Linked DNA regions of Mus musculus: all the other regions are linked to region 3. A link is a contact called in public HiChIP or PLAC-seq data. All regions are on one chromosome and are shown on one strand. Each heading gives the region's core, a stretch centred on a gene start, on an enhancer-like site or on the middle of the called end of the contact. The rest is flanking DNA. Distances are from core to core; before and after follow the strand shown. Region 1 overlaps Ppard (peroxisome proliferator activator receptor delta). Region 2 has its middle 4.5 kb from the start of Fance. Region 3 holds the start of E230001N04Rik (a long non-coding RNA gene).

Region 1 (2,700 bases), core at 3-2,502, 240 kb before region 3:
TTGTTGTTGTTGTTTTTTTTTTTTTTTTTTTTTTTTTTTGTGAGCCCAAGTCCTCACATAATTTACGTTTCTTGTTTGTGAAATGGCATTCTAGAACATTCTCCATCTATCTATGGTTGGGGGTGGGGTGGACATTACCCCTCCCATCCCAGAGTCAAGGGCTGCTGAGAGCCGGGCTGGCAGCCCACCTGAGGCCCCTCACTTCCTGTTTCCCAGCTCAGGCAAGAGCTCCTGCTCTCTTTCTCTGGCTGCCAGAGCTTTTATTTTCATTGAGTGCTGCTTCTGGATGCTCAGAGAACTAACTAGAAATACAAGGGCCGTTTTGTCCTGTTTGGTACCTGCTCTTTCTGGTTTTTGGAGATTGACCTCAGGTACCCACTAGGGTGAATCTACCCTGGCCTCAGGTACCCTGAGGACATGGGGTGACCTGGATTGGCAAATGGGAAGCAGCGAGTACTGCAGAGTTGCTGGCCCAGAAAATTGGGTCACTGGGTCAGCACACAGATTACTGATTGATAGGGCAGCTGGGGACCATCATCCAGCTACTTTCTCTTAGGGCCCCTCCACGCTGGTCCCAAGCCACTCATTAGAGGCATGGGACAACCTGTGCCTCAGGGACACTTGTAACCCTCACCCCCACCTCCACAGTCGGCAGGGAAGGAGTGGAAGCTGGAGAGTGGTGGGGGCAGGAGGTGAGGAAGGCACAGGCTGTCTCAGTAGAGACAACAGTGCTCTTTCCCGGTCAGTCTCCTTCTGTTTGACTTTGTGCCTCTTCAGAGAATTCAGGGATAGGGCAGGGAGGCCCTGAAGATCTCCTGTGGTGGACGGGATTGGGGAGTGAGAACTGTGGTGGTCTCGGGGTCCCAGAGCTTGCGCACTTTACAATCAGTGTCCTGGCTCAGCAGAGTCTCCTCCAGACCAAAGGCAGTGACACACACACTGCAGTCACAGTCCCTGCCGGAGGCCCTGCCCTGCACACCTGCTTCAGTGTCTCTATGCTTCTTGGACCTTACTGCCTGGTAGGCAGCTGCACTTCGTTGAGAACTTTGGGAACACGAGTGTCATCCCCAGATTGGGGGAGGGGTGGTGAGCCGGGGTCTGATGGAAGCCTGACCCAGGAGCTGGTAGAGGTAGCTTCTAAAGGGCACCAGATGTGAGTGGCAGGGACATGAGGAAATGGTATCCCTTGGCGAGGGCTGCAGGCCAAGGCTGTCCGAGTGCTTATCCATTCACCAAGTGCCTGTTGAACACTCACTAAGGGGCACCGTGCCAGCAGAGCAGAGGACAGTCCTGGGGTATGGTGGTGCGGTGAGGCCAGGGCGGCAGCAGACCTTGCAGATCTGGAGACAGGACTGAGGTAAGCAGGGTGGGGTAGTGCTAGCCCAGGAAGGCTTCTTGGAAGGAGCGCCAGGGGGAGCCCAGGGAGCCGGTGAGCCTCCCAGGAGCCAGCGGCACTCCAGTCCCAGGCTGAGCCTCTGGCCTGAGCGTCATGGTGGTGCGAGGGGACAGGGGACAGAAGGAAGGGCTAGAGGAAGACTCAGAGACTAGAGCCTGTGGTGACCTCAGCTATGACGTGGTGACTTTGTGGCAGGGGCTCTGTGGCAGACTCTTGTGACAGACTGAGCTGAGGGCTTACAGCCACACAGAAGTCAGGCGGTGTGAGGGCTCCTGACTCAGAATGACAGGAGATTCCGGCACTCTGGAGCCTGCCTCTGAGCCAGCTTGCTTCTGCTGTGTTCTTGACCCAGCAGTGCACAGAAGGCACATGGTGCTGTGACTAAGACTTGACCTCGAGCTACCAATTCCTCATCTGTTAAATGGGGACAGTAGCATCCGGTTCTTTGGGTATTTATAAGAAGGGTCAGTGCCCACAGGGTTAGTAAGCCAGAGAGAGTGGAGCTAGCCCCAGGGTGGTAGAGAGTGAGAAAGCTCTGATTTGGGGCTTATGAAGGGGGACCTAGCATGCTGACTCCCCCAGCTATCTCCACCCCAGGCAGGGCAGGCCTTCTGTCACCAAGCACATAGCCTGCTTAGCCAGCATGGGAACTGAGCCACCAGGCAGAGCACCTGCGGTCCCTTAGCTCATCTCCCAGGCAGCAGCAACGGGGTGTCCTGAGAGGAAGCCCTTCCCTGCAGCCTCCTTCTGCTGTGTGGCAGTCCTCTAGAGGGTCATTGGGTTCAGCTCCTGCTTCTGCCTCTGCCTGCACAATTCCCGACCCCCCTCCCCCACCAGTGAGAGATGGGTGGGGCTTGCCACTCCCATATCTACCCCTCCCTTTCCTCCCTCCTATCCCCCAGGGTCTCTTCTTGGGAGGTGAGCCTGGGTCCTAGAGCTGGGACTGTGTGTACTGAACACTCACGAATGCATACGTGTGTGTGAGTGTGTGTGTGTGTGTGTGTGTGTGTGTGTGTGTGTGTGTGTGTGCGCGCGCGCACGCGGGCCCCAGAATCGGAACAGTCCAGGGATTTTGTTGCACATTGCTGGCCTCATGAATGCTCAGCCAGCAGAAACAGTGAAGGAACTGGACAGACAGGTGGAGGTGACACCTGGCTGCACTGTAAGGGCCACATGCAGGGAGGGGACAGCCCCTTCTAAGCATTTCCAAGCTCTTGTCCCTTTCTGTGTTTAAGACTGGGGTGAGGGCTGAGGCATTGGTCCTTAAGGGCTGTTTATGCCAAGCAGGGCTGAGTGAATGGACT
Region 2 (2,700 bases), core at 122-2,621, 210 kb before region 3:
CTGGTCAGCGACCGACCGAGGAAAAGCAACGCCCCGGGGAACACTGGAGGGAGAGTGGGGCCTTCTGCGAGAAGAAAATAAGGATGCTACAGGCAGGTGGAGGTTAAAGTGGGTGTCACCAGTCACTTGTATTCCAGTTGGAAGGCTCTGGAAGGTCTGTTGAGCTCAGTACTGGAGGACTGGAATGAGAGCCTGTGGTGTGTGTTGGGGGGGAGTGAGGGGGGTCACCTATCATCACTGTGTGAGGTGAGGACCCTTCATCTCCCCAAACTATGGAAGAAAAAACAAAGGCCTGGTCTATGTAGCTTGAAGAGGCAAGTGGGATGTGGACTCCAGTGTTCGGGTCCAAGCTGGCACCAGAACAAAGAGGAAAGGAACTCCGAAGGAAGAGGAAACAGACTAGGTGGAGGAATGCTTAAGAGACCTATGAGGCTCAAGCCTGGCAGTGGGGGCGTGCACGCCTTTAATCCCAGTGCTCGGGATGGAGGCAGAGGCAAGCAGATCTCTGTGAGTTCCAGGCCAGCCTGGTCTACAGAGTGAGTTCCAGGACAGCCAAGGCTACACAGAGAAACCTTGTCTCAAAACAAGCAAAGAAAACAAAACAAAATTCAATGTCATCCTTGGCTACATAGCAAGTTTGAGGCCAGCCTGAGCAACAGGACACCCTGTCTCAAAAGAGTAAACCAAAACGTTAAAAAAGAGAGAATGAGAGATCTGTGGGTGTGTATACCTTTAATCCCAGCTCTTAGGGGGCAGAGCTTGAGGCCAGTTTGATCTACACACAGCCAGAGCTACATAATGACAGCCTGTCTCAAGCAAAACAGAAACAGAAGCCACTCAAAGCTTCCAGCACAGGTGTTAACGTGGCTAGTGTCACGTAGGGGCCAGGAAAGGGAAGTCCTGGGGCTCCCATGGGGCCACCTCCTGGAACCATCCTAGAGGTAGTTTTTGAAAGGGGGGGGGGAGTTGTTTTGAGGAATTTCTGCTGCCCCCTGGGTGCTCTGGGGGCCCCGTGTTTACGTGGGGAGTGGGAAGGGTCCAGATGGTCATGGATTTAAGAAGGCTTCGTGACAAACTCTTCTTCCGTGCACTCCCGACCCTGGCTGGCCTCCCTGAGGCTGACCTCAAGTGTCCACAACCCACTTTGGCCTCATCACTGAACATCCATTAGCCGGCAGCTGCACCAGCTAAGGCCACCCATAGCCCAATGCAGTGTTCTAACGTGGCTCCAGAGGCACAGCTGAGGGTCCTGTCCTTGTATATTGCTAGTATTTAAGTTGAAAAGAGGTTCGTGGTCCGCTGCTCTGAGACAGAGTTCTAGAAGGGTCTCCATTAAGGCGCTTCACTGCCACCTGCTGGAAGACGGTGGTATAAACGTCAACCCTACAAGTGGAAGGAGGATCCTCACCTCGCCACCTTTCCCACTTAAAGAGCGTGCTTTGGTACTGTGTATAACATGGAGAAAATCACCCACCAGACTTGAGAGTCCTTTTCTACTGGAAGAAAACAGCTTGAATCGGATTCTTCATCTCTCCTTTTAGCACCTTTCAAACAGATCTGGTTTCCACTGGAAGAAATATGTCACCAGGGGACCAGCTCTGAGGGTTCAAAGCCAAGTGCAGTTCCCAGTTTGCTATCTAGTTTTCGTTTGCAGTTTAAGCTCAGCAGTTCCAACTCGCAAGCCTAGTCTACTCTGCCATCATGGGCTCCTAACTCTCTGGAACCATAAGCCCAAATAAAATACTCTTATACCAGTTGTTTTGGTCCTGGTGTTGTTGTTTAAAGATTTATTTATTTTTTATGTGCATTGGTGTTCTACCTGCCTGTCTATGAGAGGCTGTCAGATCCTCTGGAACTGGAGTCACACAGTTGTGAGCTGCCTGCCAGGAATTGAATTCTGGTCCTCTGGAAGAGCAATCGGTGCTCATAAACACTGAGCCATCTCTCCAGCCCCTAGCCATGGTACTTTATCGCAGCAATAGAAAAGTAATACAAGCCGGACGTAGTGGCACACACCTTTAATCCAAGCACTTGGAAGGCAGAGGAAAGAGAACTTCTGAGTTCAAAGCCAGCCTGGTCTACAAAGTGAGTTCCAGGACAGCCAGGGCTACACAGAGAAACCCTGTGTCAAAAAAAGAAAAGAAAGAAAGAGAGAGAGAGAGAGAGAGAGAGAGAGAGAGAGAGGAAGGAAGGAAGGAAGGAAGAAAGGAAGGAAAATAATACAATATCCATGAAGGCTGGGGCTGGGACTGGGTCTCAGTATGATCGCCCAGCAGGCACAAGCCCTCAGTTTGCTCCTTGCTAGGAATATGGGCAGACACCCGTAATCCCAGTAGTTGGGAGGTGGAGGCAGGAGGCTCAGAAGTCCCAGGTCATCCTGAGTGACACATCAAGTTGGCAGGCAGCCTAGGTTACATGAGAACCAGTTTTGTTGTTGTTGCTGTTGTTCTTTGTTTGTTTGTTTGGTTTGGTTTTTCAAGACAGGGTTTCTCTGTGTAGCCCTGGCTGTCCTGGAACTCACTCTGTAGACCAGGCTGGCCTCGAACTCAGAAATCTGTCTGCCTCTTCCTCCTAAGTGCTGGGATTAAAGGTGTGCACCACCACTGCCAGGCTGAGAACCAATATTTTTAAAATATCCACCATAAATGTAATGCATTATATAAGAAATATAGATGATGTCTACCCTAATGTGACAATATT
Region 3 (2,700 bases), core at 6-2,505:
ACACCTGTTATCCCAGCATTCCGGAGATAGAGGCAGGAAGATCAGATGTTTAAGGCTATTCTTGGCTAAATAGAAAATTTGAGATCAGCCTGGGCTAGAGATCTTGTCAAAAAAAAAAAAAAAAAAAAAAAAAAGCCTTTGTATGGCTGAGCCACTAGTTAGGTGTTCTTTGCAGGAACAGTCTCTGTCTCTGTCTCTGTCTCTGTCTCTCTCTCTCTCTCACACACACACACACACACACACACAGGTACTGTGATCCTACAGTCACCTCCCACCTCCTGACCTACCTGGGAATGCACCTTCCACGGGAGAGGCTCTGACAATCTCAACTCTATTTTGATCCTTTTAAACAGCCTCCAACCTGTTCTAGGTTTTATTGCTTAATTATGTTCTGTGGTATCCTCACCCCACCCCCACCCCCCACCCCCGTTTCCCTGTAGGCTGTAAACTCCTTCATGACTGGGTTAGGGGCAGGATTGTTCTTTGATACCATTTAATTATAGTCTAAAAATGAAGCCAGGCTTCATACCCACAGGCTTGGGTCCCAACCTGGTTCCAACACTTAGCTATCTGGCTTAGGGTCCTGGTTCCAACACTTAGCTATCGGGCTTAGGGTCCTCTGAGAGCTCAGACTCAGTTCCTAGGCTGTAAAAGGCACCAGAAATACAACAGGGCAAAGATCACAAGACCTAAAATGCTGGGAAGGAGTTGGTACGTGGTGAGCATGGAACACTTTGTCCTCCTTCCCTGAATAGCTGAGACCTTCCATGAATTAGAGAACCAAGTCTTCACTGATTAGTGCTCGCTCTGGGGTACTTGACAAGAGAAAGGAGACACTGAATAATTACATAGCGCAGTGGATAAAGGTGCCGCCAAGCCTGACATGAGTTGGGGTCTCACAAGGTAGAAGACGAGAACCAACTCCCACAAATTGCCTGCCCTCATATCTCCAGATGCACGTTATAGCACATGAGCCCCAGCCCCCTACAGTAAATTTAATAAAAAGGCATTACATCTATCCCAGGATCATATCCTGGGTGCATGGCCACTCCACCCGGCTTAGTGACAACCTGTGAACCGCAGACTTGGTGAGAGAAAAACAGTCCCTAAGAATGGCGCCAAGCATAAATATCTGTTGAATCAAAAATCAAGCGAGTCAATAAAAAAGCAAAGACAGAAACGTCCCACCCCGCCGAGCCCCCAGCCCAGCCGCACCCTGTCCTGGAGCCCTATTAAGCCATAGTCCCCAAAGTCCGCTTGTCTACAGCCCCGCCTCCGATTGCCTTGGAAACAGTGACGTTAATCGAGGGGGTGTGGCCTCTCTCCATCCTCTCAAACGTTGTGAGCCGCGCCTTAGCACAACCTGGAGGGGAAGATGAGGTTAAGGTTGCTGGGTACTCCCCCGTTCCTTAGGCCGGAGATAGCTAAGCACACCGGTCTGCGCCCACGAGAGAGCCCACCTTGCGCTTGCCCTTGGCAATTTAGCGTAAGATCGCGAGAGTGCGGGCCTGGGTCCCCGGGAACCGCCCCTGGCGATTTAGGGGGCTTCTGGAGACTGCAGGCTTGGGTCCTCGGAAGACCACCATACTCTCCACCCTCGACGTTGTCCTGGTGGGCGCAGTCCTGCGCCTACCCGGGCACCCCAGACTCGCTGCGCGCCCTAGGCGCGGGCGGGAAGGGGTTAAGCAAGGTGCTGGCTCGGGGCGCGGCTCACGGCGCGTGTGGAGGAGGGGAGCGGGGAAGAAAGTGAGAGCGGGGGCGGGGGACCCGAGCGAAAGAACATCCTGTGCCGCCGCCGGATGCGAGAGGCGGGGGCGCGGGGGAAGCTGGGCGATGCGCTCCGCCCCGCGCTCCTCCTCCCGGGCGCTGCCCGCTCCCGCGCTTCGTACTGCTTCTTCTGGTCCCCACGCCTTCGCGGGTCATGAGCTTGCCAGAGGGGCCCCTCAGCTCGAGTTCCCCGGCAGGGGTAAGCGCGGGGAGTATGGGATCCGCTGTGAGGAACGGGCGCCCCCCTCACCCCCCAAGCTTTTTCCGCTGCACACTGATGGCGAGCTGTCCCCTGCGCAGCGCTAGGATCGGCACCTTCTCTGAGCCAGTCCTGCTGCCAGTACTTTCAGGACTAACACAGAAAAGCTGGTTGTGGAATTCGAAGCCCTCACACTCCTGGGATTAGAACCGGAATCGGTCGGGCCGCAGGGGGCTTTTCACTGGGAATAGCGAAGACTCAAATCCCTTAGCTGATAAGGCTCGGGAGAGAGGCCTCTCGGAAGTCATGATAGGCGCTTGCCGACACAGTTCGATCCCCAGGTCGCACAAGGTGAAAGGCGAGAGCCACCGATTTACATAAATTGCCCTCTGACCTCCATACATGTGCCTTGGACACCCATGCTTGGGGAAGCCAGGTATGGTGGCTTTGAACCCAGCACTCAAGAGGCAGACGCAAGAAGATCTCTAGTTGAGGCCGAGCTCTTGGACTACTACATAGACTGGGGAAAAAAAAAGTTAAAAAAAAATATGGGGGTGGAGGGAGCTAGCTATCTAGGCAATGCTCTTTACTTGATCCAATCAGAAAAGAGCCTCACCAGCAGATACAATGGCGCTATTAATGTCAGCTTTTCAAAATACAGGCTTAGCACCAAACTGCTATGTAATGATGACCTTGAACTTCTGACCACCCATACCTCTACCTCCGGAGAGTGC

Evidence for each region. HiChIP or PLAC-seq counts read pairs in DNA pulled down with a chosen protein or histone mark.
Region 1: an HNF4G HiChIP or PLAC-seq map of pancreatic cancer cells shows a contact between it and region 3. The contact joins the enhancer-like site here to the promoter of E230001N04Rik in region 3. A contact is called at or near these places in 5 of 39 promoter capture datasets (embryonic stem cells, liver, pre-B cells and 1 more) and 3 of 115 datasets of contacts at active chromatin or transcription factors (the SCID.adh cell line, microglia and pancreatic cancer cells).
Region 2: a contact with region 3 is called in an H3K4me3 HiChIP or PLAC-seq map of the SCID.adh cell line, with 25 read pairs. The contact joins the enhancer-like site here to the promoter of E230001N04Rik in region 3. A contact is called at or near these places in 11 of 39 promoter capture datasets (the 3T3-L1 cell line, the HPC-7 cell line, the SN4741 cell line and 6 more), 1 of 15 datasets of contacts at CTCF or cohesin (the NIH/3T3 cell line), 26 of 484 Hi-C or Micro-C datasets (B cells, the Ba/F3 cell line, CD4 T cells and 14 more), 27 of 115 datasets of contacts at active chromatin or transcription factors (the 230-238 cell line, DN3 thymocytes, the NIH/3T3 cell line and 19 more) and 4 of 9 other capture datasets (adipose tissue, embryonic stem cells, liver and 1 more).

What each region holds. Positions count from the first base shown.
Region 1 is chr17:28,278,964-28,281,663 of GRCm38.p6, forward strand. The region is part of intron 2 of Ppard (peroxisome proliferator activator receptor delta); the gene reads left to right. Among named protein-coding and RNA genes, the nearest start is that of 1810013A23Rik, 8.6 kb to the left of the region's middle. Within about 2 kb of position 1,253, at least 96 of the 459 cell types and tissues checked have an H3K27ac peak or open chromatin away from gene starts, as enhancers often do. A contact at or near this core is called in embryonic stem cells, liver, pancreatic cancer cells and 2 more, where this site is marked.
Region 2 is chr17:28,307,665-28,310,364 of GRCm38.p6, forward strand. No RefSeq gene overlaps it. Among named protein-coding and RNA genes, the nearest start is that of Fance, 4.5 kb to the right of the region's middle. Within about 2 kb of position 1,372, at least 51 of the 459 cell types and tissues checked have an H3K27ac peak or open chromatin away from gene starts, as enhancers often do. A contact at or near this core is called in the 230-238 cell line, B cells, DN3 thymocytes and 11 more, where this site is marked.
Region 3 is chr17:28,521,401-28,524,100 of GRCm38.p6, forward strand. E230001N04Rik (a long non-coding RNA gene) reads left to right here and starts at 1,256. Exons shown (of 2, transcript XR_385504.4): 1 at 1,256-1,966.